Regions from separate parts of the Mus musculus genome. Here all the other regions are linked to region 3. Evidence: chromatin contacts called from public HiCAR-type and promoter capture Hi-C data. All regions are on one chromosome and are shown on one strand. Each heading gives the region's core, a stretch centred on a gene start, on an enhancer-like site or on the middle of the called end of the contact. The rest is flanking DNA. Distances are from core to core; before and after follow the strand shown. Region 1 holds the start of C2cd2l (C2 calcium-dependent domain containing 2-like). Region 2 holds the start of Pafah1b2 (platelet-activating factor acetylhydrolase, isoform 1b, subunit 2). Region 3 holds the start of Usp28 (ubiquitin specific peptidase 28).

The links. Promoter capture Hi-C pulls out the DNA fragments that hold promoters and counts their contacts. HiCAR-type assays count read pairs that join an accessible place to other places.
Region 1: a contact with region 3 is called in a promoter capture Hi-C map of pre-B cells. The contact joins the promoter of C2cd2l here to the promoter of Usp28 in region 3. A contact is called at or near these places in 2 of 39 promoter capture datasets (cranial neural crest and pre-B cells).
Region 2: a contact with region 3 is called in a HiCAR-type map of astrocytes, with 7 times the contacts expected there. The contact joins the promoter of Pafah1b2 here to the promoter of Usp28 in region 3. A contact is called at or near these places in 2 of 39 promoter capture datasets (the C10 cell line and pre-B cells) and 1 of 115 datasets of contacts at active chromatin or transcription factors (astrocytes).

The regions. Positions count from the first base shown.
Region 1 is chr9:44,318,453-44,322,919 of GRCm38.p6, reverse strand. C2cd2l (C2 calcium-dependent domain containing 2-like) reads left to right here and starts at 2,638. Exons shown (of 14, transcript NM_027909.2): 1 at 2,638-3,385. The coding sequence starts at 3,032.
Region 2 is chr9:45,982,723-45,986,944 of GRCm38.p6, reverse strand. It overlaps Pafah1b2 (platelet-activating factor acetylhydrolase, isoform 1b, subunit 2), which reads left to right and starts at 2,074. Exons shown (of 6, transcript NM_008775.3): 1 at 2,074-2,240.
Region 3 is chr9:48,983,267-48,987,708 of GRCm38.p6, reverse strand. Usp28 (ubiquitin specific peptidase 28) reads right to left here and starts at 2,324. Exons shown (of 25, transcript NM_001359739.1): 1 at 2,172-2,324. The coding sequence starts at 2,228. Gm51673 (a long non-coding RNA gene) reads left to right here and starts at 2,580. Exons shown (of 3, transcript XR_003948157.1): 1 at 2,580-2,881; 2 at 3,205-3,293.

The sequences.
Region 1 (4,467 bases), core at 1,389-3,888, 4.7 Mb after region 3:
AGGCATCTCCCACTGAGCCCTATCCTAAACCCTATCAGACTATTTTCCATTGAGACATCTTAAGAGGGGTTCTTACATATCCTGGGCTGAGCTTGAATTTACTAAGTAGACCATATGGCCAGCCTGACCTTGAACGTCTGATCTTTCTACCTTGTTTCCCCTCTTCCTGTGGGGTGAGTTACAGGTGTGTACCACCATGCCTAGTTTATGTGACGCTGGCGGTCAAACTCAGGCCTTTGTTTCTGCTAAGCCAGCACTTTACCAATTGAGCTAGGCTTCAAGCTCCTAGATAACTGAGGTAGGGGTATATGGTACACCTTTTCAATCCCAGCATTTGAGAGGCAGAGGCAGGGGGATCTCTATGAGGTCAAGAGCAGCCTGATCTACATAGTGAGTTCCAAGCCAGCCAGTGAGACCCTGTTCCAGAAAACAAAAGCAAAACAAGAAAAACGTGACCACTGGAAAATCTCTATGGTGTAAGACTCTCCTAAGTGATGTAGGGAACACAAGGATAAGAAGAACTGAGTTGCTTCCTTCACAGAATAACTCAGCATAATTGAGATACATTCGTTGAGAGGAAGAGAGATGATTGGGACATCAGTTCTAGTCTGAGTTTCCTGATGAGTTAAACAACGCGCTCATATAAACACTCAGCTAAACCATAAAGCAAAATGAAATAAGTGCCCAAAGGCTAAGTAATTGGTGGAAGAGAGATGTGGAAACCAGAGAGATCCAGCTGGATCTGGAAGAACAGGACCAAGTGTCCAGTGAAAAAATTGAAGAAATAAGCCTAAGATTGTAGATAACGGACTCTTTTTTTTTTTTTTTTTGACACAAGGTGTTAATGTATAGCTTTAACTGGCCTAGAACTCACTATTTAGACCAGGCTGCCTTCAAGTAATAGAGATCAGCCTGCCTCTGCCCCCTCCCTGACCAAGCTCTGGAACTAAAGGGATACACCACCATGCCTGGCTTTCCTGTATATTCCAGGCTGACCTTGAATTCAGTCCTTACTTAGCCTTCATAGAGCGGGGCATACAGGTGAGCCCTCCCACTCACTGCCAGAGAAGAGAGTTCTGCAGAGGAGAAGAACCAGCGTTCCTCAGGAAGGAATCTTGGTGGAGAAGAACCTTGCATTACGACAATTTCCTGCATCACTGGGTTCCTTGAACATGGATTTTCTTCCTGCTGACTCCTTTCTCCTAGGTTATATCCCAGCGTTCTCTCCTTCCTTGGCTCCATGTCTTCTGTTCCTAGATTAATGATGGAGATTCTAGTGATCTCCATTAGTTTTGGAGCTCGCTGTGGATGGTTAGGGTCACAGCAATGTTGCCTCACAATCTCACCTCTGTCTATCACCCCTTGCAGTAAAATCAGGCTATCTCAAGCTACATACCCTTTCCTCTTCTAGATCAGACAGCTCTGTTGCTGACAGCCATTTTTTTTTTTTTTTACCTACCCCTAGACCTTATATTGTTTACTCTCATGGGCTTGTTCCTTAGACAAATGGATTTGAAAGATATTTAACATCACATCCTATCTTGTGCGCAGAAGAAATTGTGTCAGACACCTCACCATATATATGTCTCTTGAGAAAAGAATTGCCCCTAATCTTTTTTTATAGATACCTTCCCCTGGCCCCAAGAAACAAAGATGAGCTCCAATCTTATGAGGATCTAGAGAAAAGGGTACATCCAGAGGTTGTAAATTGTGCAGTCTTCCTGGAACACCATTTCTTCGGAGTTGGCTGGGATATTACATATTTGGTGTGTGGGATGGGGTTTGGTTGTGATGCGCTCTCACCCAGGCTGGTTTCAAACTCCTTGGCAAAGGTATCACCCTGTTTCAGCCTCCTAAGTAGCTAGGACGACAGTCAGGTGGCACTACACGGGATGCCACATATTTGGATGAGAGACTTTTGACCAAATCTATTGATAGTCCAGTGCTACAATGCTAGCTCCCCTTTTCATTGCCATCCCTTCTACACGTGCTCCACAGGCAGGAGCTGTTACTATGGAAATGTATTATTTTTAAAAACAGACTCAGCCTTGGGCTTGGGAAATATCTCGAGAACAAACCCACGCAAGCAAGGTTAATAGGGGGTTCCTGAATCCTAGCTCCAAGGGGAAGGAGGACGATGGTAGTGTTCTATTCCCAACCTTTATCACGTTAAGCTTCATTTTTCTCGCCGCCGTTGACATTAGCTGGGTTTTGTCAGGCACTTCTATCTGGGAGGGACACCTTACTCCCTCTTCACCCAGTGCCTAGCTAGCTTCAGTCAAGGAGTAAGACCAGAAGCTGCTGAGCCAGGAGGTGTTAAAAGTGAGTGGTGATTTCCACAGGGACTAATTTTTAACCTACAGGCGTCCAACCCATAGAAATCTAAGAAACGTAGGGAGAACCAGGCGTCATCTCAGATAAGTGAAGTTCCCTTGCCTGGTACTGAAGGGGTGCACAGGGATTTCAGGACGGGGCGGAACAGCTAAAGACTCCGCCTATTCTCATCCCGGAATCCTCTACGTGTGCAACTCAACCCTCCCCCACTCCACCCTCCTCTAGCTCTGAGCGGCGGGTTAGCTCAGCCCCGCCCGGTGAGGGCGCGGCTCCTTTAAGGGCGGGTGGGGGCGGGGCGCCGGCGGTGTTGTCAGTGTCAGTTCTGCGCACGCAGCCCTCCCGGAGCCGGTGCCGGCCCGCGAGCCCCGGTATCTCTGCAGGCTGGTCCCTGCCCGGGTCCGGCGGGGCCCCACGCCGTGGGAGGAATCGGGTGATAGCTGGAACCTAGCTGGGGTCACACCGCCGGTGTTAGGGATCCAGATCTCTGGCTACGGAGACAGAGCTCGAGCGTCGCGACCCCGGAGGACCTCTTCTCCATCCGTGGCACCCACTGGTCCTGGAATCTCGGCGGCGCCGGAGAGCCCCGGAGCCCGCGCGCTCAGCCCCGGGGGAGCTCGCCCACGCCCCACGGTCCATCCGGGCCATGCTCCCCCGGGGCAGCGGCTGAACCCGAGCCGGGACCCGAGCCCGCGGGAGCATGGATCCGGACTGGGGGCAGCGGGATGTGGGCTGGGCGGCCCTGCTGGTTCTCTTCGCCGCCTCGCTGATCACGGTATTGGGCTGGATGCTGCAGTATGCCCGGGGTTTGTGGCTGTCGCGAGCCGATGGGGGCCGAGACTCCCGACCTGCCTCAGCTGCTGAGCCCGGGGGTTCACTGCGCGAGCTGGGTGTGTGGCGTTCGCTGCTGCGTTTGCGGGCGACCCGGACCAGCACCCCCGAGGAAGCCGGCGTACGGGGCCTCCTGGCTTCGCTCTTTGCCTTCAAGTCTTTCCGGGAGAACTGGCAACGGGCTTGGGTGCGAGCCTTGAATGAGCAGGCCTGCAGGGACGGGGTGAGTTGCACTGAGCCCCTGTGTCGTCCCTTCAGCTTTGCCTTCTAGGGAAGAGCTTGCTCATGTTAGGAGGGCTGGATTAGAGCTGGGGATCAACTGGAGAACCCTCCAGCTTTCTCTTTCAGATCAGAGAAGAGCGTGCAGGTTAGACTGGGGCTTGTAAAGAAGTCCAGTTATATACCAAATTTTCTATTTTTGTGAGCAAGGTACTCTGGTTCTAAACCCAGCACAAGTTACTGTTCTCATAGCAACGCTAATCCGTGTGCCTTAGGGCACTTCCGCCTAGACTGGCCTGGTTGGGCCAAGGGAGACAGGTGCACCTGCAGAAGGAATTTGCCTGGTCCTCATGCCACCACACCCAGTTAAGATTTCAGGCTCCCAAACCCTGGTGGTCAGGTAGAGCCCCCACGGTAACTGAATCATCTCTCCATATTTTAGTAATTTCACTACTACAGTCCTCCAGGCTGGCCTGCAGTGTAGTGTTAAAGGAAAGTAGTTTAGTTAAAGGGCATATTGATAACCTGCGTCCTTTCTAATGCATGAACTTGGGCTGCCCCTTCAGGGTCGCTCATAAACCAGAGCAGCCAGCCACCTCCACCCGTTGCACCCTGGGCATCTGGCCTCCCAGGAAGTGGGCAGGAATCAGAGTCATGAGACTGAGGTTGGGTGGAAGGCAGAGGTCTCCCATTTCTGGACCATTTCCCTTCCTGGCCATCAGACTATCAGCTCCTTGTGGAAACAGGTCTTTCTCTGTTTCCAGCCATAAGAGCTTGGAGGCTTTGCCCTATTAATCCAGATGCCTAGAGACTGAAGTGGCCCCCAAGAAGTTCTCCTGTTTCCTCTTGTCAGCTGGCCAGCTGAAAGCCAGATGACATCTGTCAGTTTATACATTGACCCTACCCCTCCAACCTGGCTCTTCCTGTACCTTGTCCCTGGGACAGCTGACTCAGCTGGACATTGGCCTCTCCTGCAGGGGGAGGAGAGAGGGGAACTAAGCACTCATCTCCCCAACTGGCATGACTTTTGAAGAAGAAAGCTGCCACCGCAGGGAAGTTTGCTAGGGAAAGTGAATGAGCTCTGTG
Region 2 (4,222 bases), core at 825-3,324, 3.0 Mb after region 3:
CAGCCCAAAGATTAATTTATTTTATGTAAGTACACTGTAGCTGTCTTCAGACACACCAGAAGAGGGCATCAAATCTCATTACGGATGGTTGCCAGCCATCATGTGGTTGCTGGGATTTGAACTCAGGACCTTCGGAAAAGCAGTCAGTGCTTTGGTTTTTTTTGTTTTTTTTTTTGTTTTTGTTTTGTGTGTTTGTTTGTTTGTTTTGCGGGGGGGGGGGGGTTGAGACAGGGTTTCTCTGTATAGCCCTGGCTGTCCTGGAACTCACTCTGTAGACCAGGCTGGCCTCGAACTCAGAAATCCGCCTGCCTCTGCCTCCCAAGTGCTGGGATTAAAGGCTTGCGCCACCACAACCCAGCCAGTCAGTGCTCTTAACTGCTGAACCATCTCGCCAACCCCCAGGATTTTCAAATATAGAATGTCTCCTTGGGTTCAATCTATAGTACAACCAAAAATGAGGAGCCTTAAGGGCTTGAAGAAAAGTTTTGTAGAGCTGAGAATGTAGCTCAGTTGATAGTTTTTGTCTAAGACGCATAAAGCCCTGTACTCAATCCTGAAGGACTGTGTGAGACCCAAGCATGGTGGCACCCAGGAAGGGAGGAAGCAGGAAGGTCCTACGTTCATAGCTGCAGAGTGAAGTGGAGGCTATCCTGGGCTACGTTTTTCATTTTAAGAGCAAGCAATCAATCAAGGTTTCTTATGAATAAAAGATAGTATCAAAATGTGTGTGTGTGTCAGAGAGACAGAGAGAGAGAGAGAGAGAGAGAGAGAGAGAGAAGGGGGAACACCATGACTAAAAGCCAAGTGGAGAGGAAAGGACTTACTTCCTTTACAGCTCTCAGATCACAGCTGTCACAGAGAGAAGTCAGGGTAGGAACTGGAGCTATAGAATGTCGTTTCTTACTGACTGACTGTGTGCTCTTATACAACTCAACTCAGGGCCACCTTCGCCAAGTGGCACCACTCACAGTGGGATACGCCCATCAATTATTAATCAAGAAAATACCCTCATAGACTGCCTACATGCCAATCGGATGAAGGCATTTTTAAAGTTCCCTTCCTCAAATGACCCTGATTTGTGTCATTGACAAAAACAACCCAGACATAGGGCTTTATCATTGGAAACCAATTCAAGTTGTTTCTCTTAACAGTGTATTTAATACTAAACTGTTTAAATAACCCTTTACGATATTCTCTTGATCAAAACACTTAAAACAGCACTTACTGAGATCTTGCTAGTGTACCATATGTAACTGGAATATCTGCAGAAGAGTTATGGAGGCAGTGACAAAGTCATTATCTTGAAATTTTTATTTTGCATTCGAGATAATACAAGCAGCACATAAGTGATTTGAAATTTTATTTTATTATCTCGATAATTTAGGCTTACAGGTTTCAAGAACATTCTCAATCAGTTTCAGAGTCCTGGAATGCTCTGCAATTCACTATTATGAGTTTGAATGAATCCTATCCATCATTAAAGAGCCAGCCCTGGCACTGCTCCACCAAGTTTCCCTGCTAATGATGACGCAATCTCTTGCCCCTCCTCTTGGCGCTGATCTGTCCTGCACTTATCCAGCCGTTAGCATCTAATCTCTACATTGACTCTCTATGTACTCCCCTAAACTGGATGGATTTCTAAGGTAAAGACTGGGGTTTCTGTTATTCCCCGAGTGGTATCTATCACACAATTCTGAGTATCATCATAGAAATTCTGCTGGTAAATGTAGGGGTTGCCCCTTTTAACTTCGGGCCTATTTCTCCCCATTCTCTGCAATCTGGTTTATCCCATCGGTGGAGGAAATCAGTGGCTAAGAAGGGAGTAGCGTCAGCGAGAGGTCAAGCTACACTGTCTCTAAGGCCATCTCCGGATAGTTTCCGTCATCCTATCAGGACAGGAAGGCAGTTACAGGAAAGATGGAGGCTCAAGTCGGGGAAAGAAAGAGAACAAAGTCAGTACTTGGCAGGGACGGTAGACCTGTGCGCCAAGCAAAGAGCGCGCACTGCGAGGGAAAGTGAGGCGCACCCGCCCCGCAACTAGCCCCGCAGCCAGGGGCGGGACTTCCGGAAGCCATTTGCCCGAGTGGCAGGGGGACCGGAAGTGGAGGCGCTGCTGCTTGGTGCTGGGGCCCGAGGAGGGGACGCGCGCCGGAACGCGGCCGTCGGGATCAAGCGAGCGACTGAAGCGCAACCCGCCGACGCCGCAGCCGCTGAGGGCCCCGCACGGACCCTCTGCCTGTGTGAGTGCATCGTGGGGACCGCGGAGCCGGGGCCTCGTCGTGACGGGTGGGACGCGCGGGCGAGCCGGTATTGTGAGGCCCGGCTCCCCTCCCCCACGCCGCCCCTCCCCCGCCGCGCCCCGCGCTGTCGCCCTGCAGGGCCTCCGGGGCCCCGCGCCGTCGCCGCTGCCCTGCGGCGCCCTGGTTCCACCCTGGCCAGCGGCTGAGCGGCCCGCGGGTCCCCTGGCCCGGCCTCCTGCCTCAGCTGTCGCCTTTTCCCTCCATCCCCGGGGTGGGACCTCTAGGCCCAAGCCTGTGACTGGGTTGTGCCTTTTTTTTTTTTTTAACGGATCACGCTCTTTGCCCTTCTCGTCGAAAATTGTCTCCTCATTCGAAACTTCTCTGTTGCCTTCGCTTATACTTCCCAAAGACCCGTGTCAGGGCTCTGAAAGGATTGGTAGAGGCTAGCCTTAAGGGTCACCCACTTCATTCGGCGACGAGGCCCAGGCGTTGGTGACTTGGCCGATGGCCTACCGCCAGCCAGGTACATCTGTCAGTGAGTAGTTTCCTTGGAGGTGTGTTTCCTCTCCCCAGCCCTTGTGGTCCATGTCCACTTAGCGGGTCAGAGCCTGTGGTCTCCAGGTTTGAGTTACTCATGGCAGAGTGACTCGTTATCCTTTCCATAGCTCCCAGGCTGACGTTGCCTTTCATCATGTATATACGGATCTTAAGGAAACCCAAAGCCATAAAGCGTTGGCGTCTCTGAAGAACGTGGCTATGGACAAAGGGAAGGGCACCAAGACGCTAAGAGCAGGTCCTAGACTTGCATTTTCTACAGCGTTGAGTTGAGTGGAGAGAATGGGCCAGAGGAAAAGGTGTGGAAAAGAGAAAAATGCAAGCTTATCTTTCCCTTGGATGAGGCTTGTGTCTGCCCGTCAGTTCCTTCTCTGGGCACATTGTTCAGACTTAAAGGTTGCCTCCTTGTGGGAGAGCAGGGGAGGGAATCATTGTGCATTAATTTGTTGGCATGGGCACTTGATAATAAATTATGGATGGGCTGGATCCTGGGGGGCCGCCCACCAGAGACCGGGGCAGGGCATTCTGGACGAGGCTTGCCTTCCTCTTCAGAATAATTCTGCCAACTCTCTGAAGCAAAATGAAAAGCCTCAGGCCTTAATGGAAGCATCCTAAATCTTTTCATTCTCATTCAAAAGTCTCAGCAAGCTTCTAGGTTCTCTCTCTCTCTCTCTCTCTCTCTCTCTCTCACACACACACACACACACACACACACACACACACACACACACACACACCCCGGCTGAGCTTGAGGGGTTGTAGTTGTTTTGTTGGGACTGACTTCCACACCACTAGTGTAGAGAGTCCGGTGCTGTGCTGTGTCGTTGAGGTCTAAATTAAGTGGGGAAGATAGAAAGTTTAGGATTAGGACTGCCTTCTCTCCCTGGAGATTTTTGAAGGACAACAAAGTTTGCTCTGCAAAATAGTTTTTCATGGAAATGTACACAGTTGCCCACCTTTTATCGCCTCCTTGCTAGTTTTTCATAGGAAGCCTGCAGTTCCCTGGCTAAGGAGATTATTCTGACCCAGTAAGGTGAGGTGGGAAGTGTTGGTTTTTAGTTTTTGAACTCCTAGGGATTGGGTACTACCTCTGGGAGGTGGAGCAAACGACAGTCAGGAGCTGGGATGTGGGTGCTGGGAATCAAACCCAGGACCTGTGGAGGAGCAGTACCTGCTCTTAACTGCTGGGCCAGCTCTATCCAGCCCCCTCCTCATTTTATACAAACTCACTCATTTTGAGACAGGGTTTCTCTTTTGAAGCCTTCACTGTGTTGGAACTCACTGTGTAGACCAGGCTGTCATCAAACTCAGAGATCCCCTGCCTCTGCCTCTTGAGTGCTGGGACTAAAGGTGTGAGCCACTCTCCTGAAGGTGGCTATGATAGGAAAATGGTTCAGGAATCCCTGTAATTTTTTTTTTTAACTTCA
Region 3 (4,442 bases), core at 1,075-3,574:
GAGGGGATTGTGTGTCCTGAATCCTCCCCCAACGAGTCAAGGGCATCAGGTTCCTAAGAAGCAAACTGACTTCAAGCTGTTTCTCCTACTCCAACAGAAAACTTCCCAGCAGGTTTTTACCTAAGGTGAGAACTGATTAAAACACAGGAAGGTGTCCTTAACTCACCAGTCTGGGGGATTCAAAGATAACCAAGTGTCGGCTCGGGTTCCAGAGCCCTCACTGAAATCCTGGAGAGCCTATACATAGTTTTGTCTGTCCTTTGTACAAATGACCAACTGGGGAAGGGAAAACGTGGCAAGTTTTAAATAGCTCCTGAGTGTCGGGGGAGGATAGCTCCTCTCAACTATATTAAACATCTTTTAAGGGAAAGGAGAAAGCCTTGTGAAGTCAAAAGAAAGAATCCGTCCTACACGGAGCTTATCAAGAGGAAGAAGTTATTAATACTCTCATGAAATGTCAAAGTTATGCAGCACCCACACCTTCAAGGTAACCCATGCCTCAAGCATTTTATCCTGACCTGAGAAAAAAGGGCAACGGGCTATCAAGCCTTCAAAGCTTATCATCTGTCAGCCTGGGGCAAAATCTCTGGGAATACTAACCAGTAAATGTCATCACTCCGCAGGTCGCCCGCCCAGAATCAGGCTACTGCAGCTAGCCACAGCCTGGGAGTGCCAAACCTTCCCAAAATAGCTCTGACTTTATACACAATGCTCAAACACCTTACATGCAAACCCTCAAATAGAGAGTGCTCAACTACCGGTCACTCCTCAGCAGCCTGTGACAGAGGTAAATGAAAATACCACTGATCGAAAGGCATGTGGTCTTAAATGACGGGCCCAGAACAAATTTAAATATGACTTGCTCTCCCTCAAAATAGTATCAATATGACTGTCTCAAAACCAAATCTCACCACCTGTTTATAAGTCACTGTCCCCAACACAAGTAGACTTGTGGGGAGGAAAACAGAGAAAAATACAGACCCAATGTCCAAAAGACACTGTTGAGTAATAAACAATTTTTATCTGATCGCCAAAAAAAAAAAAAAAAAAAAATCCACCTACTTTCATTTTACAGGCCAAGACTTAGAGATATCTTTTTCTACATGAATTTTAAAGAGCCTGCTATGTTTTAAACTTGTAGTCTGGGGGTGTAGTGCTTGATTATCTCATGCGATAGGCCCTAGGCTTGATCCTCAGCACCTCAAATTATTAAAATTTAACTATAGAAGACATTAATTATAGAATTTAATTATAGAGTTTTTCTTAGCAGTATCTCAAATTTTTATTCTAAATATTTTATAAATTTTCTCGACTGCAAACTCGGTATTTGAATCCTTGGTATAGGTTTTCCATTTTGTCATTTAAAAAGTGCAGTTCTTGAGGGACGAGGATGTTGTGTTACGTTATAACATTCCAAAGTAAAACTGGATGACAGTCTCAAATTGCCCACTTCCCAAGTTTCTTTAAAAGACATTATGAGCCTTTTGATTTTTTTTCCAAATCAGTGTTACTAAAGGCCCACCATCTAAGCCCTAAGAGCCTTGTAATATTTTTCAACCTTTTTATATTACTAGGAACATAGTAAAGTGCCTTCTATTCATTGTGCTTTTCTCTCCCCTCCTTCAAAACCTACAGTGATCAATGAGATAATTCGGGAAGCTGATTTGTTTCCGAGGGAAAAAAAGAACTGAATGAAAAGCGGGGCGGGAAAAGGGAGGAGTGGGGCTCCGGGTCTTTTTTGCACTTTGTTGATAAACGCCGGCTTTAAGTGAGATAACTTAAGTCTGCGTTAGCCTCAGAGAAGCCACTGCCATAAAACTGATTTGAGAGTCAGAACAAGGCACCGTGGCCGTGCTTTTGGGAAGTTTTTAGCTGCTGGGTCGGGCCCGGTGCACACTTCGGGGTGACCTCGCTGCCTACGATCTCACGTGCAACCCCTCCCGTTAGGGTCCCTAGCACCGGGTCCCACAATCCCGCTCGGAACCTTAGCTGGCTTATACACCCAGGCAACCTCACACAGGCTCGCGGACCCAGCCTCGCAAAGTCCCGGGAAGACCGGGTTGCTCTCGCCCTAGCCCGCAGGCCCCGGCCTCTGTCGGCCCTCGCCCGCTTGGCCCGCCGCGCCCCTCTCAGCCGGAACCCGGGCCCCGCTACCCTCACCCGCCGCTCACCGAGCCATGGCCGTCCGCCGCCCCCGCCGAGTCGTCCTGCTGCAGCTCCGCAGTCATGGCCGTGGTGTCCCTCCGCGTGTAGCCCCACTCTCGTTGTCGTCTTCGCCGCGGTCGCCACCGCCACCACCACCGCCCCCGAAGCCCGGGAGCACCGGGAGGCACCGCCCACACGTCCCGCCCCCGCCCGCGGCGCGCGATGGAAGCCCCGCCCACGCCAGCCCGCTCCCAACACTCCCCACCCACAGCACGCGGCAGAGGCTCCTCCCACGGCGTTCGCTGGATGCCCCACCCCCGCCAGCCGACTCCCACCCATCTTGCGGCTTGCGCCGGAGACCCCGCCTACATGCCCCACCCACACAGCCGAGGTTCCCTCTCCCAAGGCTCCGCCCACGCCAATTTAGAGCCCCGGTGGCCCCGCCCATACACTCTGCTCACGCCCGCAGCGTGCGCCAGAGGCGTCACCCACGCGCCCGCCCCTGGTTTGCGTGAGCCGGAGGCGGGGCGTCTTCGCGTGCTCTGGCCCACGTGACCGCAGCCGGGCACAAACTAAGGGGTCAGCGTCGCCTCGCCAGCTGTTGCTATTTCCGCCTTAGGTGCCCAGGAAGTGGGCGGTGAGGCCTCTGGGTTTCCAAGACTCCTTTTTTACTCCATCCCGCGCTTGCTGAGCCTTGCATCTGCGTCCAGCCTGCCCCCAGCTCCCCATAAGCTTGGTAAGGCTGCTGGGTTCCTTCTGCTGACAGATTTTCCCACCAGACCTCTTAGCCATTTCCTAATCTGGGGACGCGAAGAGAAACGTAGACTGACTCGAGTGGTTTGTATAAAGACAACTGAATGGCCAGGACCTTCACAGAGCTCAGCATCGTGTCTTAATCCTGAACAGTTGCCCCATGTTCCAAATTCCCGTTTTCAGGCCATGTGTGTAATAAGCTGTGTTGACTCTAGCTCATGCACTAAGCCACCTACCACCCCTTTTAATGTTTGGGAAGAGGGTTCTTATTGTTGGTGATATTGGTTTGGGTTTTTTTTGAAACAGGATGTCACGTGGATTGGACTTGCCTCAGACTGTGTAGCCGTGGTTGGCCTTAAATTCTTGGTCCTCTGCCTCCACCTGGTCAAATGATGGTAAGTCTTTACTGCCATGTTAAACTTAACACTTTGAGATGATCTCATTAAGTTCCCCAGGCTGGCTTTGAACTTTCTATACTTCTGCCTTAGTCTCCTATGTGGAATAAATTTGGGACCTGTGTCTATCAGGTCCATCCTTGTCAGGATTCTCTGAAGACAGAACCATTAGACTTGATAAAATTAGAATGGGAGGGCCCTGGAGAGATGCCTCAGTAGTTAAGAGCATTAAAAAGCACTGGCTGCTCTTCCAGAGGTCCTGTGTGTGGGAAGCCACATGTGCCGTTGCAGGGTGGCGCTGGCCACCACGCATAAGTTTGGGTAAACAACCAATGTGTACATATGCAGTAAAGTTTTTCACCAAGTCACTGCCTCGCCCGGGCATGATAATGAGGCTCCATGAGATACTGAGAGAATAACCAATCAGATGGGGGGCATGCAAATGAGGTATGATAATGAGGCTCAGTGAGGTACTGAGAGAGAATAGCCAATCAGATGAGGAACATGCAAATGAGGTGGAAAGCATAACCAATCTGGGTGTGAGACACGCCTCTCCTAGGCCTATATAAGCAGCAACAGTTCTGGGTGTGGGGGTCTTTTTGCCTCTGCAATCAAGCTCTCCCAATAAACGTGTGCAGAAGGATCCTGTTGTGGTATCTGCTTTGCTGGCGAGTCGGGCACTCACAAGAGTCCTGAGTTGAATTCCCAGCAACCACATGGTGGCTCACAACCATCTACCGTCTATTACCCTCTTCTGGTATTCAGTTGTACATGCAGATAGAGCACTCCTATACATAAAGTTTTAAAAAGTAATAGAAAATTATAGAGAGACTGATTAAGTTATTACTGATTATACAATCAAAGGCAGGTGTGTCCAGTGTCTGTACACACAGGAGAGCCAAATCACAGAACAAAAGAAGTCAGTACAAGAAACTTGAATTCCTAAGCCTCGCCAGTAGTAAACCGTTTATGTGGGTGCTGAGACTCAAACTCGGGGCCTCAACAAGGGCAGTGTATGCCTTTAACCACTGAGCGGTCTCTCTAGCCCCATTTTCTTTCTTTTTTTTTTTTAAATTTTTATTTGGTATCTTCCTCATTTACATTTCCAATGCTATCCCAAAAGTCCCCCATACCCACCCACCCCCACTC